Regions from separate parts of the Pan troglodytes genome. Here regions 1 and 2 are each linked to region 3. Evidence: chromatin contacts called from public HiChIP or PLAC-seq data. All regions are on one chromosome and are shown on one strand. Each heading gives the region's core, a stretch centred on a gene start, on an enhancer-like site or on the middle of the called end of the contact. The rest is flanking DNA. Distances are from core to core; before and after follow the strand shown. Region 1 holds the start of UFD1 (ubiquitin recognition factor in ER associated degradation 1). Region 2 holds the start of C22H22orf39 (chromosome 22 C22orf39 homolog). Region 3 holds the start of SLC25A1 (solute carrier family 25 member 1).

What was found. HiChIP or PLAC-seq counts read pairs in DNA pulled down with a chosen protein or histone mark.
Region 1: a contact with region 3 is called in an H3K4me3 HiChIP or PLAC-seq map of stem cell-derived excitatory neurons, with 6 times the contacts expected there. The contact joins the promoter of UFD1 here to the promoter of SLC25A1 in region 3. A contact is called at or near these places in 1 of 7 Hi-C or Micro-C datasets (stem cell-derived neural progenitor cells) and 1 of 1 datasets of contacts at active chromatin or transcription factors (stem cell-derived excitatory neurons).
Region 2: a contact with region 3 is called in an H3K4me3 HiChIP or PLAC-seq map of stem cell-derived excitatory neurons, with 5 times the contacts expected there. The contact joins the promoter of C22H22orf39 here to the promoter of SLC25A1 in region 3. A contact is called at or near these places in 1 of 7 Hi-C or Micro-C datasets (stem cell-derived neural progenitor cells) and 1 of 1 datasets of contacts at active chromatin or transcription factors (stem cell-derived excitatory neurons).

Annotation. Positions count from the first base shown.
Region 1 is chr23:21,506,657-21,510,205 of NHGRI_mPanTro3-v2.0_pri, reverse strand. It overlaps UFD1 (ubiquitin recognition factor in ER associated degradation 1), which reads left to right and starts at 1,638. Exons shown (of 12, transcript XM_063807737.1): 1 at 1,638-1,830. It overlaps CDC45 (cell division cycle 45), which reads right to left and starts at 1,087. Exons shown (of 19, transcript XM_016939702.4): 1 at 894-1,087; 2 at 696-755. The coding sequence starts at 944.
Region 2 is chr23:21,475,440-21,478,815 of NHGRI_mPanTro3-v2.0_pri, reverse strand. It overlaps C22H22orf39 (chromosome 22 C22orf39 homolog), which reads left to right and starts at 1,740. Exons shown (of 5, transcript XR_010155985.1): 1 at 1,740-1,874; 2 at 1,994-2,161. It overlaps LOC129138484 (a long non-coding RNA gene), which reads right to left and starts at 1,686. Exons shown (of 2, transcript XR_010155986.1): 1 at 1,214-1,686.
Region 3 is chr23:21,204,261-21,208,108 of NHGRI_mPanTro3-v2.0_pri, reverse strand. SLC25A1 (solute carrier family 25 member 1) reads left to right here and starts at 1,660. Exons shown (of 9, transcript XM_001165281.7): 1 at 1,660-1,981; 2 at 2,321-2,428; 3 at 2,521-2,620; 4 at 2,697-2,835; 5 at 3,358-3,442; 6 at 3,612-3,716. The coding sequence starts at 1,888. CLTCL1 (clathrin heavy chain like 1) reads left to right here. Exons shown (of 35, transcript XR_010155975.1): 34 at 323-362; 35 at 592-1,088.

The DNA of each region.
Region 1 (3,549 bases), core at 389-2,888, 300 kb before region 3:
ATTAGCAATTTACCTTGAAAAGAAACTGAGGAAGATTAGACGGGTTGAGAGACAAAAGACACGGGATAACATTAAAGTTAGTGAAATGCTTACGGGAAAAGCTAGGTGCTAGGGATATGAGCGTTTACCATACCATTCTGTGAATTTTGCAAATTACCAAAGTAAAACATCGGGGAGAAATGCCGATTTAACTTCCAGGCCTTCTGAAAAGTTCCTGATCCAAGGGCCTGACCAAAACAACGTAAATACTATGCCCTATTCAAAACCAAACTAACGATCTTCCCTAATAGACTAGGGGCTCCCATATTCCCAGCAACACCTATGACACGACTATACCCACAGTTGTCACAGATTCCTCTCTCTCAAATCCCCCATTTGAGAGGCCACTACAGATCCAAAGTTTCCCCCAAATGCAACTGCTGTGTTCACCTATTAATATTAATAGCTTATTGCAAAAATACAAACTAGTCTCTTTACCTTTTACTTAATCCTTTATCCCACCCCACACCGTTGGGACAGGGAGGCAACCTCTCCTCCGAGTCTCTCTCCTCTCACTTGCTGCTCACCTCCTGCCCTGCTCCCTCTCCCACCCTAAGCCCTCAGCACCCATCCTGACACTCTGCCCGCCCTGCGCCCCCACGCAGCACCCTCACCTCTCGCGCCGGCCCCGCCCTCCTAGGGTCCGCAGAACTCACCTGAAGGATCTTGCACGCACACAGAGCATCCACGTCCGAGGCCACGAAGAGAAGGACCCTCTATCGGGGAAGAGCAGACCGGCTGAACGCGGCGACCCGAACCCCGGCCCTCCCCTGCCTCCCGGTCACCCACGGTCGCTCCCCCTCATCCCTTCCCCACCGGCAAGGCCTCGGCGGGGGTCCCGGACTGGGCGTCACCTGGCTCTGGACCACCTCGTAGAACTCTTTGCGGAAATCGGACACGAACATAGCCACGGCGGCCGGACGCCTGGCGCTCGCGCTGAGGTACCAAGAGCCCGGCGGCGGTCAAGACTCCCGCCAAATCACGGCTCCTCCGATTGGTCCAGGGATCACCAACCAATAGCTTCTTAGTTCCCAGCCTTCCTTTCTTTCTGATTGGGCCACATTGGAGGCGGCCATTAGCGCTCTGCCATTCACGGCCAGAAAACTCCAGCCCGCCCCCAAAGAAGCGTCACCTCTGAGGCCGAACGCAAACACTGTTGCCCCCTTCAACTCTGACTCGCTTTTACCCAGAAACGCGACGCTGGGCGGACATCTTTACTTTGGGAAGAGAAGCCTACTGCCTCCCACTGGGAACCCTCAGGGAAAGTATACTTCTAACCATACATTAAACTCAGTCACATACCCAATGGGGCAGCATTTACGTTTGCAATAGGTTTTTGGTGTGGTTTGAAGAAGGATTTGTAGCTTAGTTCCGCCCGAGTCCTCGATGGCTGAAGCAGAGGCCGTCTGGGTAGTGCATTGTGGGTAGTGTAGTCGTAAGAACAATGGGCCCTACTAAATTCGTCTGGAGGGGAATACTGTCAACACATAATTTAAAATAACTTTTAAAAGTACCTATAAAAGGGGAAATAAATCACGAAAGGGCATTTTAGTGCTTCTACTGAGGGTGTTTTAGAGCCTAGCGTCTTCGCCTGGCCTTTTCTCTTTTGCAGCCGACGCTTTGTCCCGGGCACCCCCCCTCCGGGTCTCGGGTCCGGCACTTCCGGTGAGCCTCTGGGGCGTACCGGCTTGGCGCGGCGGCAGCGGCAGCGGCGGCTGGGAGAGCGGTCGGCGGGGTTTCTTCGTTGCATTGCCTGAGAGGAGCGGAGTCTGCCAGGTGGTGTCCATCATGGTAAGCGCTGACGGGCAGCGGGCGGGGGTTGGGCCTTGGCCGGGGGCCTGAGGTAGGGCCCGGCGGGGCAGGGCGGGGCGGGACGGCGGCGGAGGTGCCGAGTCACCCGGGCCTGAGTCCGGCCTGCAGGCTCATCGGCCGCACCGGGCACAAGCAGGACCCTTGACCACTAACCGCCTGTGGTCGCGTCCGCCGGTCCTGAACGTGGCTCGCATTCCGTCTCAGCCGGACTTGCCCTCCTTGACGAAAGAAAGGAAGGTTTGTGTCCATTCACGGGTTTCCCAAGTGCTGGACGCGCAACAGGTTTCCATAAACCCAAAGTTAGTTGCAAGGTTGCTGGGGATGGGAACAGAATCAGGCGCTCCCCAGGGAGAATCCGTAGCGGGCATCCCCGCTCTTGGGGGACACCCAGCTCTTGCCCCAGCTCCGTGAGCTCCGTGCCTACGGGTTCGTGCCTTCGAATCTGTACAGCGGTGTTGTGTTCGGTAATGATAACGATGGAAGCTAATACCTGCTGGTACATTTCCTGTTACACAGCTTTTAACACCTGTACTCCCTCATCGCGGCTTATTTCTTTTAATCCCTACAATCCCTTTGGAAGCAAGGATGATGATGATTTTAAACATGAGAAAACTAACGTTTACAGAGGTACTTATTCGAGTCACAGAAGTAGGGAGTGGAGAGTTGAAGCCAAGTCTGTCTGGCTGCAAAGCACTCTATGGTATTGTCTTCCTGTCACCTGTTTATTTTAGTAAAGACAAGGAATGATTGTTAGATTTTATCCCAAGTGTGTCACTGTCAAACCCTGGCTTATTTCTATTCTTGAGTTCATCCACTCAAGAATACCTGATATGTTCCAGGCAGTGTGCTAGGTCTCGGGATTGAAAAGGAAAGTGAGAGATGGAATCGGGAGCAGCAAAGAAGGGGCAGAAGGTCGGGTTCATGGGTAAACTGCAGGCAGGTTGTTAAGTATGTTGCCCCTTTGTGCGGATTTACCTTTTATATTCAAAGAGAAGAAATGGCTTACATAGGTTGACTAGTGAGAAGCACTCAAGGGAAGCAAGCCCCTACCCTGTTCTGGCCTTGTTCACCCAGAAACGCTATTTCATGTGTTATGGTTCTGGCCAAGATTTAGTTGAACAGTTATGCTGCTTAAAAGAAGAAAGACAAAAGATTGGAAATTACTGTGTTAGAGTGCCAGGGAGTAAAGAACCATCCCAGATTTTAGGCGGGAACATGCTATGTTTGCATTTTGGGAGATGGCTAATTCAGCTTGCTAATTTTGGAGTTGCTAGTAAACTGCTTTGTCAGTAGGTGGCATTCCTTCTACTAAATATATATTTGGAATCAAGTCAAGAAATTTTCTCTAATACAGATTTTTTTTTAGTTGTGGTTAAAAAAACCAAATTTTTATCATCTTAACCGTTTTTCAGTCTATAGTTCAATAGTGTTGAGTACATTCACGAGCAACAGATTTTCAGAACTTTTTCATCTTGCAAAAGTGAAACTCTGCTCACATTAAACAATAGCTCTCCATTTCCTGCTCCTCACAGCCCCTGTCAATCTCTGTTCCACTTTGTCTCCATGAATTTGCCTACTCTAGGTACTTCCTAGAAGCGGACTCATAAAATATAAGTCCTTTAATGACTGACTTACTTCACTTGGCATGATATCCTCAAGGTTCATCCATGTGACAGGATTTCTTTCCTTTTAAAAGCT
Region 2 (3,376 bases), core at 491-2,990, 270 kb before region 3:
GGGTCCCCCATGAGCCAGGGCTAACCCTGCTTCCAGGCATGGGGGTCCTGCCCTGGTCAGGGCCCCTCCAACACTCCAGAGAGGAGAATGGTGGCCCCAGGGTCTATCCACGTCTTCAGTGAAGAGTGTCTATGAGTGTCATGATGTTCAGTATTTGGCCTGTGGCACAAACCATCATCACTGGAAATGGGCGTGGTTTTGGAAGGCATGAGCACTGTGGGGACTTACCTGAGCCTCCACTGACAAAGTCTCAGTTTTACTAGCAGAGGGAGAAACCCTTGGTGGGTAGACAGCCTTCATTTGCAGGATCACATCAGCTAACAGATTGTCACTTTATGCATAATGAAGAATGTTACAGTACCTCTGGCTCTGGGTTTTTGTCTTCACTAAGCAACACCTGCTGTGTATGCAGTGAAACGCCTGGTCCTTTGCTGGAGGCACACTCCCCTGCCTGGGCCAGGATGGATTCCATTGCAGAGCCTTTTAATGACACAGTGGGGCCAGTTGGAGCACTGATCCTGGTCATTACTCCTGCACCCTGGCCTGCAGCCTTCCTCTCAGTGTCTTATTTGGGCTTGGTCCTTGAGCTGGCTGCCTCAACAGCAGGACCCCTGGTAAAACTGCAGCTTTCTGATCCACCTCCAGGGAGTCTGTCCCAGTGTCATTCCTGGGACTGGCCCAGCAGTCCCAGGATTTGTATCAGTGGATACTGAGGATTTGTTATCAGTGAAGTGGGAGAACCGCAGCATAGGTACTGCAGGGCGTTTCTGCAAGCCCACCAGCCTCCTCGTTACTTGCCTTGTTGCCTCTTGTGCATTGCTCCTTTTTATAAACGTCCCAGCCAGGCACTGGCGCTCCGCCTATAATCCTAGCACTTTGGGAGGCCAAAGTGAGAGGGTCGCTTGAGGCCAAACTAGCCTGGGTAACTTAGCAAGACCCCATCTTTACAAAAAAAAAAAAAAAAAAAAATTAAAAATTAGCCTGGTGAGGCTGTGCATGCTTTTGGTCCCAGCTGTTCGGAGTCCAGGAGTTTGAGGTTGCAGTAAGCCATGAACACGCCACGCCACTGCACTAAGCCTGGGTGACACAGCAAGACCCTGTCTCGAAAAACGAACAAGGTAAATGTTACATGTCTCCCGCACCCTTAGAATAGAACTACAGACATCCAAGCCACTCCTACCCCGCTCACCCCTGCTACACACCGCCTCCATACCTTTGACCGGCCTATGGCTGTACTCGGATTGCATTCTCAGCCTCCACTTCAAGCCTGCGTTCCCTGGGGAGGTCATTCAACCCTAGATCCACCATATGTCATGCCCAACCAATCTCAGTTACTTTGCGAGTTCACCTCCATCCTGAGTGGACGCTCAAGCAAGACTGCTGGAGCTGCAGATCTGGGAGGTTCGCTGCACCACCTTGATGCTCAGTATGTACTTTTGAAAATATACCGGATTGTTGAGATTTGAGAAAATCTCATAAAGCTGCTGAAAAGAACTGGCCAGAGCCGTGTGATTTGAGAGGCGGCTGACGTAAGGTAGCTGCGCGGCCCAGGATGCCCGCCTGGCCCGGAGTGAATGGCGCTGTCGTCGCGGTGGTCGCGTAGGCTCCGCGCCAGGCCTCGCCCCGGATTTACCCTGCGACCCCGGCCCTCCGCGCGCGCCGCAGCCGCCCTCGGTTGCTATTGGTTGCTCGTCCTGTTTGTCGGCGCTTCTCGAAGAAGGGGGCGAAGACGTAATTGAATGTGTCGGTGCTCATTAGTTCTTCTGTCAGTCGATCACGAGGTGCCGTTTTCTTCATTCTTCATTGGCTGGCGGACTGAGGGGCGGGCTTGGCGCGCCGGTCGCCCAGACATGGCGGACGGCAGCAGCTGGCAGGTGAGTGTGCTGGATCGGAGCCGGGAACCACCGGGGTCTTCCGGAGGGAGGGAACGGGACTGGCTCGGGGCGTAGGGCGCGGCCGCCGGGCCCCGCTCAGGCGCCGCCTCTCGCCGCAGCCGCCGCGCCCCTGCGAGGCCTACCGCGCCGAGTGGAAGCTCTGCCGCAGCGCCAGGCACTTCCTACACCACTACTACGTCCACGGCGAGCGGCCGGCCTGCGAACAGTGGCAGCGCGACCTGGCCAGCTGCCGCGACTGGGAGGAGCGCCGGAGCGCCGAGGCCCAGGTGCGCCGGGAGGGAGCGGGGCGGCGCTTCGGAGCGCCTTGCAGGGCCCAGCTTTCCCCACCCCTCCACGCCCCATGCCCCGCGACCTAGCCGGGGACTGACGGGGTCCCTATCCTCCTCACGCTTCCTTTCTTTTGAGAGATTGTGTAAATTAGCATATCAACAGGACTTTCAGAGGGCGTGAAAGACAAAGGAGGAGACCAGCGAGGAGGGTGTAGAGTGGTTTAGAGAGGGAAGAGGGCAGCCGTCCGGTGTTAGGGTCATCAGCTGGCCTACGCAGGAGGTGATGTTGCTGAGTCCTGAGTGACCAGGAGCCAGCCTTCATCCAGCCCCGGTAGACACCGCTGAGAAACAGATAAGGCCTGGGTTCCTGAAGCAGAGGGTAGGTGGATGGTTGGAGAGCGGTATACCAGGGACCTGGCGGGCCTTGATACGGAGTTTAGAGTTTAGTCTAAAGTGTGCTGGGAGGCATAATTCGATTTATATCTTTAAAAGATCAGTCTGTTAGCAAAGTGTGGTGGCGTGCACCTGTGGTCCCAGCTACTTGGGAGGGTGAGGCGGGAGGATCGCCTAAGCCCAGGAGTTCAAAGCTGCAGTGAGCTATGGTCACACCACTGCACACCAGCCTGGATAACAGAGGGAGACCTGTCTCAGGGGGAAAAAAAAGAGAGAGGGTAAAAAAAGTTCAATCTGTTTGCTAGGGTGTAGAGAATATATTACAGGAGCAGAGAGACCGGTAAGGAGGTGGTCCTAGTTGTTTTTTCGTCCAGCAAATATGTACCACATTGGGTGCTCTTGGGGATGCACGAGTGATAAGAAGAGTCTCTGCCCTCCTGGCACCCACACTGTAGTGTAGAATACAGTGCTACGGTGGACCCCTTGTGGGAGAGGAGATGGAGAGAAGCCAGCCGAAAGGTGCGAGGCTCATGGGGAGTGCCAAGGAATGAGAATCAATGGGACTGATCAACACTTCAACATTATTAAGTGTATACAGTGATCTGAAAGAGATGAACTGATGTGGAAACCAGACTGCTGTATAAAAGAAAATGATGACTATTCCATAATATGTGAAAGTCAAAAAAAGTAAGAAAGCTGACAGCTTATATAGCAAGAGATTGATAACTTTAATGTATATATATGTGCGTGTGTGTGTATAAAGAGCTGTTATATATATATCAATAAGAAATATAGGGATTATTTCAGAATGGAAAAATG
Region 3 (3,848 bases), core at 411-2,910:
CAAGGCCGCTGTCCTCCCTGCTGTAAGGATGCCTGCCTTCTGATAGGGGTGCCTGCCTAGCTGTGAACTACTGCTGTGTCCTGCTGGGCCTGGCCCCTGGACAGCAAGGCTGCTGCTGGTGTGTGCTGGGAGGGGCTTTGCACCTGAGAACCTGCCCAGGGCAGCCTGGCTGTCGAGCAGACTGGAGAGGCTGTGGGGTGCTTGGACACTGCGGGGCAAACACAGGCCTGAGGGTGTGGTGTGAGTGTGCAGCACGCCGGCGGGTCTCCAGCGTCCGGCTGAGTGTGTCCTTCCACCATTAATGTCATTCTGGTTTTTTTAGATTTTGATGGGCATGAATGAGACCCAGCTGATTGCACTAAGTAAGTGTCCCATTTGGAGACTAGCTTATCCTCTAGCCAGGCCAGGTTCTCTGGCTGACCCCACGCTCCTTGCCTCTGGATGCCTGCTCTCTTGGGGCCTCAGCGTCTGGGTGGTAAGGGCTGGTCCTATAGACCCTGCTCCCTGGGCCCCGGGCTACTCAGGGGCAGCCAGGAGAGGACCCCCATGGGCAGGAAGAGCTCTGCTCATTGTGGGCTTCCCCCTCTGCAGGCCCTGCCGTGGGCCCAGCCCCTGCCAGCTTCCCCTATGGATATGCCTCTGCTCCCAACTTCGCCAGCCTCCAATGTACAACTTCCGCGTATAGTGGGCGTTGTCACCACCCACCCTACCTGCAGAGTTACTAACTTCTCCAAGGAGCGTGTCACTCCAGCAGCACAGGGGACGCAATGGGAGGCAGGGACACCTGGACAATATTTATTTTTGCTGAAACCCAATGACGGCAACCTCTGAGCCATCCCAGAGCCTGGGGAGGCCAGGGTAGAGGCTGACGGCGCAAGACCAGCTTTAGCCGACAACAGAGACTGGACTGTGGGCCCTCCTGCTGGAGCCAGGCCTTCCTCCTGGGCGCCTCCGACTGGCTGGAGCTGCCCCCTCCAGGCCAGTTTGAAGACTACATGAACACGTCTTGTTTGGAGGTACCGGACCTCATAAAAGGACTCTCAGCCTCTTGGCAATCATAAATATTAAAGTCGGTTTATCCAGGCAAAGGTGCTCTGCTTGGTGCTGGTATGGGTAGGAGGGACGGGCCAGTTTCCTAGGCCCCGCAGTCCATTAAAGATTTGCTGGGTCCTCTTTGGGGTGTGGGACCTCCGTTGCCCAGACAAGCTGCCTAGGAGAATACAGCCGCTTGCATTTGTGGCCTTTCCTGACCTTGTTCGCTGAGCGCAGAAACTACATCCGGGAAAGGTGTGGGTGGGAACCGGCAGGTGAGGCCCGGCCCGTGGTTGCTGCGGGAGGGGGGCCCGGCGGCGTAGCCCCTTCTCACCGGCCTCCCGCCTCCCGCCTCCAGGTTCGAAACGTTAGAGTTCCTCTGGGACTGGGCTAGCCCCACGTCTTTTCGGGGAGGGTGTGCCCCTGGCCTCCGGGATCCCTGGGGATCCCGCCGCTCTCGGCAGTCGCGCAGACCCGAGGCCCGCTATCCCGCGGCGCGGCACACTGTGCACCTTGACCCACTGCTCGGAGCTGGGCCACGGCTCCGCCTCCCGCAGCCCCGCCCCCGTCCCGCCGCTCGCGGTCGCCGAGGGACTCGGCCTCGGCCATTGGCTGCGCTTTGGCCCCGCCCGTACGCCTGCCTTGGCGCGCCCCGCCCAGGCCTCAGTTTCCCGGCCCGCACGGGGCGGGCTGGGGGCGGGGCCTGGCTCGGACCACGCGGGGCGGGACCTGGAGCTGACGCGGCCGCCCCGCCCCTGGGACCATAACCGGCCGCCGCCGCCACCGCGGACCGAGCGCGGAGTTCAGGAGTCTCGGACCCGAAGCCGCCACAGGGCGCCCCGCCTCCCGCCCGCCATGCCCGCGCCCCGCGCCCCGCGCGCTCTGGCGGCCGCCGCGCCCGCGTCCGGGAAGGCCAAGCTGACGCACCCGGGGAAGGCGATCCTGGCAGGTGGGCCCCTCCGGGACGCGGACCCCTCTCCCGCCGCGCTTCTGGGTGGGCCCGGGACGCTGAGGCCCCGCCCCACTTCCGGGTTGGGCCGTGGGTTGGGGAGTCGTGGAGGCGCGGTCCTGGTCCCCACCTGGCGCGCTGGGACTCGCCCGCCTCCCGTCTGTCACCCCCTGCGCCTCGCCGGGACAACGAGGTGAGGGCATGGGGGCGTGGGGCCCCAGCCTATGTTCTCCGCGGCACTGGCGCGGCGGCCGCGCCGACCAAAGTCCGGGACGGGGGAGGGGCCCGAGCGCCAGCGGCCGGGCGGGGGTCTCAGGAGCGGGTTCCCGGTCCCTGCAGGCGGCCTGGCGGGTGGCATCGAGATCTGCATCACTTTCCCCACCGAGTACGTGAAGACGCAGCTGCAGCTGGACGAGCGCTCGCACCCGCCGCGGTACCGGGGCATCGGTGAGGAGGGGGAGGCCGCGGCGCCGCGGGGGGGCGGGTACCCAGGGCGGCGGCACCGAGGGCCGTGGGGTCCTGACCGCCCCCTCCCCCAGGGGACTGCGTGCGGCAGACGGTTCGCAGCCATGGCGTCCTGGGCCTGTACCGCGGCCTTAGCTCCCTGCTCTACGGCTCCATCCCCAAGGCGGCCGTCAGGTGAGGCCCGGCCGGTGGCTGCTGCGGGAGGGGGGCTCGGCCGCGGCAGCCCCTCTCACCCGCCTCCCGCCTCCAGGTTTGGAATGTTCGAGTTCCTCAGCAACCACATGCGGGATGCCCAGGGACGGCTGGACAGCACGCGTGGGCTGCTGTGCGGCCTGGGCGCTGGCGTGGCCGAGGCCGTGGTGGTCGTGTGCCCCATGGAGACCATCAAGGTGGGGAAGGTCCTGGCGAGGACCCCGGACACGCAGGGAGTACGGAGACGGGCGGCCCCGCTGGCCCGGTGCTCCCGGGGCAACCGGCAAGCTGGGGAGGGTCTCCTGGACGCCAGGGAAGGCCGGCGGGGTGACCGCGGGGCCCTGGGGCAGGACGCCTGCCACGAAGGGCCACCCGTGGAGGCTGAGTCTACGCTAAAGGCAGCCTTAAAGTCTTTAAAAAATACTTTTGTAAAGCAGAAAACAAAATGACACGTTCACTGCCAAAACTGGAAAAGAGCAGCAAACATAAAGGGAGAGGCTGCTCACAGGGCTGCCCTGTGTCCCAGAGCATGGTCCGTGTGGGCTGCCCTGTGTCCCGGGGCATGGTCCGTGTGGGCAGCCCAGGGCGGCCTTGGCTGCACTGCTTCCTGGGGAAGAGTTCCCAGTTCCCTCCACCCTGGATGGGCCCTGGGCCTGCCAGCTAGCCAGGACCCACCCAGGTGGCAGCCGAGAACCTGCGCCTTTGCTTCTCTCTCTCAGGTGAAGTTCATCCACGACCAGACCTCCCCAAACCCCAAGTACAGAGGATTCTTCCACGGGGTTAGGGAGATTGTGCGGGAACAAGGTGAGCCACTCGACCTTCCTGATAGGGCTCAGGGACCTGGGCCAGGGTGGGAAGGGCCTGCACCTCCCATCCTGCCTTGGGCTTTGTGCAACACCCACCCCCCACACACACCAATTCCCAACCGGGGCCTGAGAGGCTGCAGGGTAACCCCGTGCCTGCCTTCCCGCAGGGCTGAAGGGGACGTACCAGGGCCTCACAGCCACTGTCCTGAAGCAGGGCTCGAACCAGGCCATCCGCTTCTTCGTCATGACCTCCCTGCGCAACTGGTACCGAGGTGTGTCTGCACCACAGGGCCCCATCTCTGCACATGGCCAGCTCCTCTCCTCTCCTTGGGGCCACCCCTGGGTGGTGGGCACCCACCTTTTGAAGTGCTGATCCAGGCCCCTCCCGGCACCCTCTGACCACA